2 separate regions of the Anas platyrhynchos genome follow, and region 2 is linked to region 1. A link is a contact called in public Hi-C data. All regions are on one chromosome and are shown on one strand. Each heading gives the region's core, a stretch centred on a gene start, on an enhancer-like site or on the middle of the called end of the contact. The rest is flanking DNA. Distances are from core to core; before and after follow the strand shown. Region 1 overlaps RAB11FIP4 (RAB11 family interacting protein 4). Region 2 has its middle 4.1 kb from the start of TRNAT-CGU.

Evidence for each region. A called contact is a pair of places that touch in the nucleus more often than the background predicts.
Region 2: a Hi-C map of F5 follicle shows a contact between it and region 1, with 3 times the contacts expected there. The contact joins two enhancer-like sites. A contact is called at or near these places in 3 of 8 Hi-C or Micro-C datasets (F5 follicle, skeletal muscle and subcutaneous adipose tissue).

The regions. Positions count from the first base shown.
Region 1 is chr19:5,997,587-6,002,586 of IASCAAS_PekinDuck_T2T, reverse strand. All of the region lies in intron 2 of RAB11FIP4 (RAB11 family interacting protein 4), which reads right to left. Among named protein-coding and RNA genes, the nearest start is that of RAB11FIP4, 45 kb to the right of the region's middle. Within about 2 kb of position 2,101, at least 2 of the 8 cell types and tissues checked have an H3K27ac peak or open chromatin away from gene starts, as enhancers often do. A contact at or near this core is called in F5 follicle, where this site is marked.
Region 2 is chr19:6,086,994-6,091,993 of IASCAAS_PekinDuck_T2T, reverse strand. No RefSeq gene overlaps it. Among named protein-coding and RNA genes, the nearest start is that of TRNAT-CGU, 4.1 kb to the right of the region's middle. Within about 2 kb of position 3,088, at least 2 of the 8 cell types and tissues checked have an H3K27ac peak or open chromatin away from gene starts, as enhancers often do. A contact at or near this core is called in F5 follicle, where this site is marked.

The DNA of each region.
Region 1 (5,000 bases), core at 852-3,351:
GAAGTCAGCAAGCAAGAATTGTGTTGCTGTCGCTTCCCAAAGAGGAGCTCACATGGGAATAACAATCCAAAGAGGTTATTTACCTTCTGAAAAGAGGCAAAATATTAAACGTTTTTGCCTTGAGACAGCATCTTTCTACATAACTTGGCATGCCTGTGGCTGTCACATTTCCCACTTGCCCATGGTCCATTTCTTTCTCCCGGCTTTAGCATTATGTTTGTCAGCCTGTGCTTGACTAAGGGCACTTTCTAGTCCTCTTACAGAGAATTCAATTTACTATTTGTACCTTTTGACATTTATAACAAAAACTTATTACTCATCAAACTACCTCATGCCAGCACCCACTGTGACAGTCTTTACATGTACGGACTGCTTGCTCTGCTAAATGCTCTCTGCATGATATGGAGCACGTACTCGTTAAAGTGAGTTATCTCCAGCAAAAAGGAAAATAAATGCCAAGTGCTACACAGCAGTGGATGTAGATTTGTGTAATGAAGGAGACGTGTTTACACAGTTCTAAAAATTCCCAGCTATATCTTCAGCTATAAGGTTAGGCCTTATTTTTCCTATTTCAGCTGTACTAACAGTGCTTCTAGCTAAAGACTTCTAAGCTGTCAGCCTTTGCTTAAGCCTGTTAGATAAGCGTACCACCTTCCCCAACCTTTTTCTTTGGTGGGCAAAAGTTACAAAGGCTTTCAAAGGTTTTCAAAGGTGCAAGAGGGATTTAACTACCAAAACCAAGGGGCATCTTAAACCTCTCTAATCTGGAGTTTAGCTGCAAGGTCTTCTGTGTCCCCTCTTTGCTGCCCAGTTCTTATCTGAGATTTTTCCTGATCACAGTTACTCATTTTCCTTGACCATTAAGGTCCATCTCTTCATGATAGCCCTTGACCATTTAAATTCAAACCTATAATTTACTCAGAAAAAAACACAGGAGAAAAAGCACCGTCTCCTCCATACCTAACCTACTTGGGGCAGCCCTAGCCACTTCTTCAGAGAGCCATCTGGCACAGGCTTTCGTGTCCTGGGCCAGAACCGCAGAAGCCAATCAAGCATTTGAGCCATTTCCAGAACATCACCAGGCACTTAATCCAATTTGTTTACCGAGCTGAAGAGCTCCATTTGGCAAACGGAGCCAAATCTTCCTTTTATTGAAATCACAGACCAAATTTCCAATGCAACTGACAGAGTCAGGACAGACTCAGGTTCACCTGAGACCACCTCCTCCTGCAGAGGTGACTTTTTGTTGGGAAGACGTTTGAGCGTGCAGCAACCAGCGTCCCCCGTGGGAGACATTTGCTGAGTGCAATTAATGTGCTGGCGTGGCAGCTTGGATCCCCTCATCCTGCTGGGAAGATTTGCATGTTATTACACCCGGCAAAAGGAGAAGAAGAAAAGAAACTGCTGAGAGGCCATTCTCCTTCAGGGTTACTCAAACACACTGCTGCCACCTTGCTGGACCTCATCCACCATCCAGCAAACCATGGAAAGATGCCAATGGCTGCAAGAAGCTTAGGATTGTGCCACCGTTTTCACCCCACTTAAGAACTAGGTTTAGTAACAAATAAATGTTTCGTTGCTCATTTTCCCTATCAAGACACAAACTGTCACCCCTAACAATGGAGGGCTGTGGTGCTGCTCTTTCCCCAGGGCCCAGCCCCTACCACCAGGACGTTGGGTTTTGGCACGCAGTTGGTAAAGAAGCCTTTCTTGTCCAGTGTTTTTTTGCAACACTGCTAACACATCTCACCTTTTGTTTCCCATATCTGGAGGATGATTTGAATTTTGCAAGTACTCCAAGAGGTTTACGCAAGGGGCATACCATAAGAAGGGAACTGAATTAACCTGCAGTGTCTCAAATACTGTTCACATGTCTTCTTATTACCTGAACATATTTTGGCTTGCAGCCTGGGAAATGCCAGTGAGCAAAATGAAAGTGTCACAGTCCAGAAAGGAAACAGGAAAAAAAACAAGGTTTACTCTGGCACATCTCAGTGTGGAAACACGAAGGCATTGGACAGCAGCTTGTATAGGGAGCTGTCTGGTCAGGCACACAGGGTGCTTTCTGCCAGTATCTGTCTTGAGGACAAACATTTTTGCCCGGGCTTGCAGAACTGCCATGATCAGTATTTCAAGCCATGCAGCAGTATGCACCCAAGGCTAGTCTGTCCATAAATAACCCACTGCAAATACATGAACGGATACTTCCTGGCTACTTTAAGGACCTCCTGCACTGAGCTGTCCCATTGTTGCTATAATTTCATTTTCCAGGAAACAATAAAACTGAAAGCCACTTCTATGGCTGTTTAGAGATATTTCATTTGAATGCCTACTTGTATCACAAGATTTTAACGTGCTCAGTGTGCTCTCGCCCTTGTTATGGCTGGGAAAATCTCCTCATTCACATTTCTGGGCAACATTTGGCAAGGAGACCCAGCTCCACTGCAGTCAGTGAGGCAGCGAATGGAGGCGAAGAGCTAACCCAAGGGTGGTTTCAAGTCCTTCTATATTTTCTACAGCTGTGCAAAAGGATGCCCTCTGTGGAGAACACTCCTGCAGGGCCGTGCATTGTATAAATCACTGTGCAGGGTGACAGAGTTTAGGAGCAACCTCATATCTGGAGGAGGAACTCAGTTACCAAACCACAGGAGAGTGGTGAGGCTGCTGAAGTTTCTTTGGCTAGAGACACACGGTGAGCCAGCACAGAGCCGGCTGCTCTTGTGTCCGTCAAAAGACTGCTCAAGACAGCGGCGTGTGTCACTTCTCATTCACCAAAGCACTGGGTCACTCTCTAATCTGATTCTGTCAAAATTACTGAAGTTAAAAACACATTTATCCAAAGTATGCCAAAAGCAGAAGTGTACACGGTGCCTTTGGCCAGAACTGCAGTGGGGAACAACCTGCAATCTGGCAATTATTTGCAGGGGCAAACTGAAGTAAAAAGACAACTGCCCGCACTCTGGTAAGAGGAAGACGCTGCAGAACAAGAAATCTAAGCATCATAACCACTAGATCATTTATCCTCTCCTTTTGTGAAAACACAAGTACTTCTGGAAAATACCAAACTAATGCTAGTAACCTCACAAAAGGCAGTGCTGGCTCTCACAGAGGCAGGACAGGCTCATCTTTAACCCTAAGCAAAGATGATGCAAGTGTTTTCCAAGTCACTGAAGGGGAGGACGTGAACCTTTAACATTTTCTGTTTGCTCAGGATGCCAGACATGACTTCCCTTACCACATATTTTTAGATATTTACCTTCAGTTTCATTTAAAAAAATGTTTTTCACACTCTAGCAGACAGTTAATTTGCAAACAGACACTCTGGCTGCAAATAAACACAACTGCAGCAAAGTGGTTTCCTGCAAATGTTCCAAGAAGGAGAATTAACCCATGCTGTGTCAGGCAATTTTCACGGGCAATTAAACAACTTTAATACTATGGGAAATCAAATCTGGCTACCTAATTGAATAAAGTTGGTTCTTGGCATTTTTCCTGAGACCAATAGCTTTTTTACTTCATCTACCCTTGGATCTTTAATGGTGTTTTAGACTTGTTTATGATCTCAGGCTATATTTAGTAAAATTTAGTTGAGTCTTAGCAAACTCCGACGTACTTTTAAGAGCAACGAAGTTCAGCTCATTAAAGAGTTTTAGCCTGACTCACAAAAGGAGAGCTCAGCTCTCCACATTTACCTGGACAGTCCTTCTCCCTAGAGCCAGCCCAAATACCGCTCCCGTTTGTAAGACATCCTTATTAAGAACACACAGACTCATCAAATCCTCTCCAGCTATGGTGCGTTGCGAAGTTTGAGATCTACAGCTATAAGCCTAAACGGGCTCATGAAGACTTTGATGTTTTCTGCTGTGCTTTACTGAATGAAATTCTTGTGGTAGCACAGCTCTTCTGCTCCTTAGAACTGGTAGGTATTGCAAACACTGGTGTCCAGCAAATAAAGGTAAACTCCTCTTGTACAAGTGCAACACATCCATCTCAAGTTCTCTGTTGGATCTTTGGGGCAAAGCTGATGCAATCCTATTCTCAGCTACGGGACTGCAAATTAAGTTAAGAGAGATAATCAAAACTCAGCACTGGTTCTGCAGAAAATGTTTGTTTGGAGCAGCTAAATGAAAATATAAAAGCAAATTTAAAAAAAAAGTCACAAGTGCAACAGAAGGCCAGAAATATTCCGCTCTGGAAAACTTTCTTTTGAAAAAACATTAAATTTCATAGTACATTATTTTCACAGTACTGATAACCTGCCACAGTGGGAGCTAACAAAGCAGCCCACTTCACCTTTTTTTTTTTTTTTTTTTTTTTTTTTAGCATTTCTTTGAAGCTTTGGGCAATTCTGTATTCCTGGGAATTTCATCAAAATTGCTAAGACCTTATGGAGAAAATAACTACTTTTTACAGAAGAAAAAAAAAGACAGCTTAGCTACTCACACTGGGACTGCTTCTAGAAGTTTTCCAGCCAACTGCAGTAATTAAAGATCCAAGAAAGCACACAGATGGATTTTTGAAGGCACTTAACATTTTGTGTTACTATTTTGAAGACTCAAAGGTTGCTGTTGATGAAGGTGGGGAAGGGTAGAAATTCACAACTGTGCTTCTCCCAGAGTTAATGAACATGAAGAGCTCCTACACCTCAGCTTTTTTTTTAATATTACAACAGGTCATAACTTTAAAGCCCTTATAACATCTAGAAGATGGGGAAAGCACTTTTCCTCCGGAGGAACAATAAGCTGTATAGTTTCATTTGGGAAAAAATAAAATAAAAAACCCACAGTGATTCTGCTAAAGCATGAAAATTCATTATTGCAGAAATGCTCTGTGCTGGCATGGCTCAGCCTCTCCCCTTATGAAAACCATTGCCCTTCAACTACTGCACAGTGGTTAGCGTTGTTTTCATGGTTTAAATAAGCAATGAAGTTGGAATATGTTTGCCTTTATCTTTTAATTCTGCATGAATTTGTATTCACATTTTACCCTCTCATCTATGT
Region 2 (5,000 bases), core at 1,839-4,338, 88 kb before region 1:
TTGTGTCTATTAAAGACAATTACTGGGGGAGACAGATATGTGTAACCAGATGTGGAAACAACGGTCATGTTATGCGCAGTGCCATATGCAGTTTAAATTCTTTGTGGCTGAACAAGTTACATATAAAAAAATTGTGTGTTTGTGCATAGAGGAGCAGCTGTCAAGGGGGAAATCCCCTTAGCCCACTTTAATCCTTCGTTCCACAATCCTCAGGGATTAAATAAATGCACTAACATTATTTACTGTAATGCTTGCTCCATGGGGGGCTTCAGTCCCTGAAATCCACTCCAGCATTTGCAAGTTTCAGTTGTGAAATATGCTGCGAGCGTTCTATATTTGGTAGCTTGCAAGTACTCTTTAAGTTGGGCCCAGAGTGATGAAAGGCCAGGAGTCAGGAATTCGGCTCAAGCAGAGGCTAACAGGAAGCGGGCTGGGAGTGGGAGTTCGTTTCTCACTGCACACATCTTGCAGTGGCACCGGGGCACTGCAGTGACTGCTGAGAGGGGACAGTGTTCACAGGACTATACAAGACACTTCCTGAAGATTAAAGATGCTGCCATGGTATTAATCCTCCTGTCATCTACACACTGGGAGTATGAAATGAGGTTTTAAGCCCAGCTCTGCCAGTAAAGCCTCACTTGCCTTCTGCTTTCCTATGATGAAATGTGTTTGAACCTGGGTACAATCCCTGTGAAATTAGCCACGAGGAGTCCATCAATTCAGACACACAGTCCTCACATCCCCTATAATGCTGTGACAGTGTAAATTGCACAACACCATCAAACTCTTATGACCATTTGTGGCTCAACTGATGGCCATGGCACCAAACAATAACGTACAAAAGTTGCAGACTGGGGCTCCCAAGAGCCCTCTAACATACTTGCAGCGCTAGCTGATTGCTCAATCTCTTTCTTGGGCTTCCCATGTAAGCTTATTATAGCCTCTTCAAAGACAGTAAACATTAAATTCTATATTAGGCTGTCCTTGTCTTGAATTCATATACAGTCTGAATTCTTTCACCCAGATGATTGTACCAGCTCAGCACTACTGTTTGAATTACTGCTGCCACAAACGGGATGGCAGGCCACAGCCACGGCAGGCATCACCCTAAAGAAGCTGCTGCTCTTAGTACAGGGGCAGGTTTTGCCTCAGTTCTTTCAGGCAGTAGAAAATAATACAAACTTCAAAGGCAAAGGCATTTGTTGTTGATGGTTTTTGCACTACTGACATGATGTCTCAGGCAGGACTCTGCATCTTGGCTTGTCACCATGAACTCCAGGTCCACAGAGCTGTATTTTGCTGAATGCAAAGGAACTAATTCCAGGATGAGAACTGATAGTTCAGAAACTATATGAATCCAATCTCTGACTGTGCTCCCATGGCAGTGCATTTGCAAACAGATCACTTCATCTGCTCCAGTGTAATTTTTTCCAATTTACACCAAGATCACAGTAAGAGCTACACTCGTGGGACTGGCCTTCACCCTGCTACATCTTGCTTACCTGCAGTAACCTCTCAGTGGTGTCAGTGGGTACTCACACAGACAAAGAGAACCCAGTGCACAAACGTTACAGGACTGGGCTCCGAGCCTCTATTTCTTTCAGGCAATTTACAGTAAGGAACATGAACCTGAGAGATAAAGAGGGAGAGGAGTATGGCTTCTGTGACCTGCAGGCCCCTTGGTGCTGAGGTTAAACAGACAGCGGAGGAGATGAGAATATAAATCTCCCATCCGTTCCTCTTTCTCCTCCCTCCCTGCTCCTCTTTCCCCTGCATAATTGAAGTTCATGTGAGACACGCTACCCGGACTGTCAGCTAGCATATTCCGGCCATCACTGCCATTCAGCACCACTTTTTCAATTTAAATTCTGTTTTCACAGGTTCCCTTGCAAAACCAAGGCACCCAATGCTGTGGTGATGCCCACCTCGCTCCCCACTCCCCGGTGCAGCAGTAAGGAATCCGGCTCCCTCTCCTGGGTGCTGCAGAGCTCATTCACCAAACAAGGCTGCTGCCACCCTCGCGTTGTACCTCGCTCTCAGGGGGTCAGCACAGCATGCTGCTGCTGCTCCCTCATTCATCCTGGCCTGGGAGGCACAACTGCACCTTGCTGTTACTATCTAATTATAGAAGACAATATTATCCTCAGGACCAGACCTCTATAAAGTTTGCTACTTGGGTACTGAAGCAGAAATATAAGCGGGATCCCCATGAAGGAACTTCACAACTGCTCCCCTCCTCAGGTTTCCAGGGGAGGGGATGCTGTGACTCAGCCCTTTGGACACAGAGCAAGAAGACTCAGTTTGCCTTTCCCAAAGTTGCCTTCTCAGTTGCCACAAAAGGAGTTTTCAAGGAAAAAAAAAAAAATCATTGAAAAATTTATTTCCTATCTAGCTATTTTTAAAAAAAAAAATCTTGAATACTGCAGCATGCAGTGGATTACTATTCGCAAACACGTACCTGCTTCTCCAGCAGAACAAATCAAGTCATTTCTGTTTCTGCTTGAGCCTTCGGCATGCAGACAAAAACATTTTTTATTCATCAGTGGTAAAAGGCTACAGCCATTTGACTTTAAACACAGACATGCTTCTGGGCTCTCTTCCAGGAAGTCTGTGTCACCCAGGCTTTAGATCGATATGTTTGTCTGCAAAGTCACCCTTTTGATCTGTAATTTTTCATTTTGACACAAGAAATGCCTTTTGGTCAAACTTCAGCAGTCCATTAAATTCCAGGCATAATGGAAATGGGAATCACATTGCTGTAGCCATGTGAAGATTTCCACAGTTTGGGGTTTATTTACTCAGGGGTTAATTTACTCAACCATATATTTGAGATCCAGACAACACTGCGAAAGCTGTTCTCCAGCTCACTGAAGACCACTGCCTTCATCCCAACTGTTAGTTGGTGGTCTCACCAGCCGGTCATAGCTTTGCTTTGTACATTTAGTTGCCTAACCTGCAGGAAACACCACCACAGCTCCACGTTGCACACACCGAGCATCCTCCTGGCTTGGCCCTTCCCTGCATCCTGCGCAGAGGCAGTGCCCGACCTACAGCAGCCCTCCGACAGCCCTCGGAGCGAGCAGGCGCTGGCTCCCGCATGCAGCCCAGCCGGCTCCGGCAGCCTGCTCACCCCTGGCACACCACGCTCTGTTTGCACAGCCCGGCACACGTGTTTTCTCTCCAAGTTCAAGGTTTTAGGGCTTAGGTGACTTTTATATTTTTTAAAACAACAACTCTGCTTTATTTTTTTAAAGAAGCTGATGTCAGCAGACCCACGAGGGGATACCCAAAAAGCAGGACTGCTGGGAAGGCAGCCCAATGCTTCATGAATGCACAAGCGGATCGGAACAGTCTTTGGGACAGTCCCGTCTGCCCTGGCTACACCCAGCAAGGTCTACACAAGGCTTTTGAATGATCTCACTACTATTTCTGAATCAGACACACAGCTCCTCCTGTGTTGCTAACACACTGCTTTTTAGTTGCTGAAGTTTGACCCTGGGGAGGACGCGACAGACACTTAGGAGAGTTGCAAAGCTCTGAAAACGTTATAATCGGAACAAAGAGCATTATGCTTTTAGTTCCCATTCACGTCTTACTTTCCACAAGCAGGCATGTTCTGTCAGCCTCTCAAAAATGCACATAATACACAATTCAGAAAACACCGCTGTTATAATTGATTCATTTTTACACTTACTTTTAAGAGGAATTTAAAAGGGGTCATGAAGAGTCTGCACCCTAAATAAACCAGCTTGTCAATCCAGAAAGGTCAGGAAATTCTGTTCCTAAGTATGGCCGAGATTTTCAGCAGCAACACAGATGTTAAGTACATTAATTGTAATGTATTTTTATTAGGTAATTAAAAGGGGCCTCATTTAATAATTCCTCATTTAATAGAGGTGTTACATTCAGAGGGAGACTGCTCAATGTTTTCTGGAACAAAATCAAAGATCTTAGCGCAACCTTAATGGGAAACCTAAAGGTTTTGAGTTGGTTTTGGTCAGGATTTGTGTCCAAAACAAACAACTTCCCCCTTCCCAGTCCACTTTCCACCCCCAAAAACCTATCTCCAGCACACCTATGATCAGAGTGTAAGCATCTTGATTAAACTTCACTGACACTTCAGGACTTTAATTATTAAGTTAACGCCAAAATCAAATTTATTTCCCAAGAAGAATGGGCTGGGGATTTGGGAGGCAAGAGAACATGTGATCCACCTCAACACAACCCTGCGGCACCATGAGCTCCTGCAGAGCATGAAGGTGCAGAGACAACACTGAGAGCAGAGCCAGAGATCCAAGAGCCCAGAAGCGCCTCTGTCAGCGAGCTGGGAGAGAGAACAGCAGGATCAGCTCTGCTTGGATGTGACGAGCAGGTCATTTTGTTTGAATTTTATTTTTAGGCAGGACTTTGCTCACACGGAAGGTCAGCTGATGCAGCCTTGTTAGCCTGAACATCAGTTGGGTCTAGCTGTTGATTTCCAGCTTTGGAAACAAACCGTACAATGTTTCTGTCCAAGGTAAGGCAGGCCAAACATAACGCACGTGCTAGGGGACAGAGACACACATGGGCCAGATTTTTACATCCTGAACTTTTCCTGTAAGAAGTCACTTGGTTATCATAAGTAACCAGCAACCTCCACTCATGCCAGAACCGGGGCTGTTAGCGATTCATCCCCAGCAGGCTCAGCACAGCATCTTGCCCTAGCGTAAACTTCATGCATGAGCCACAAAGCACAGCTCCACTCCTGCTAATAAGCCAACCGGAACTTTGAAAAGTGACAGACTTTGCTCTGAAAGCTTCACCTGTTGAAATGTGGTGTTTATAGCACCTACTATTTTCTGTACAGAAAAAAATGGTCCTGAGGACAGAAGAAAAATCCCTGTGCCCTAGGACTAGTGTGTTTGTGAAGAGTCAGTGAGCCCTGAAGACAGCAATGCGAGCAGGATGCACAAAGAGAACTAACTCTGCGTTACCAGAGAGGATCTGGGCAGGTGGGCTCG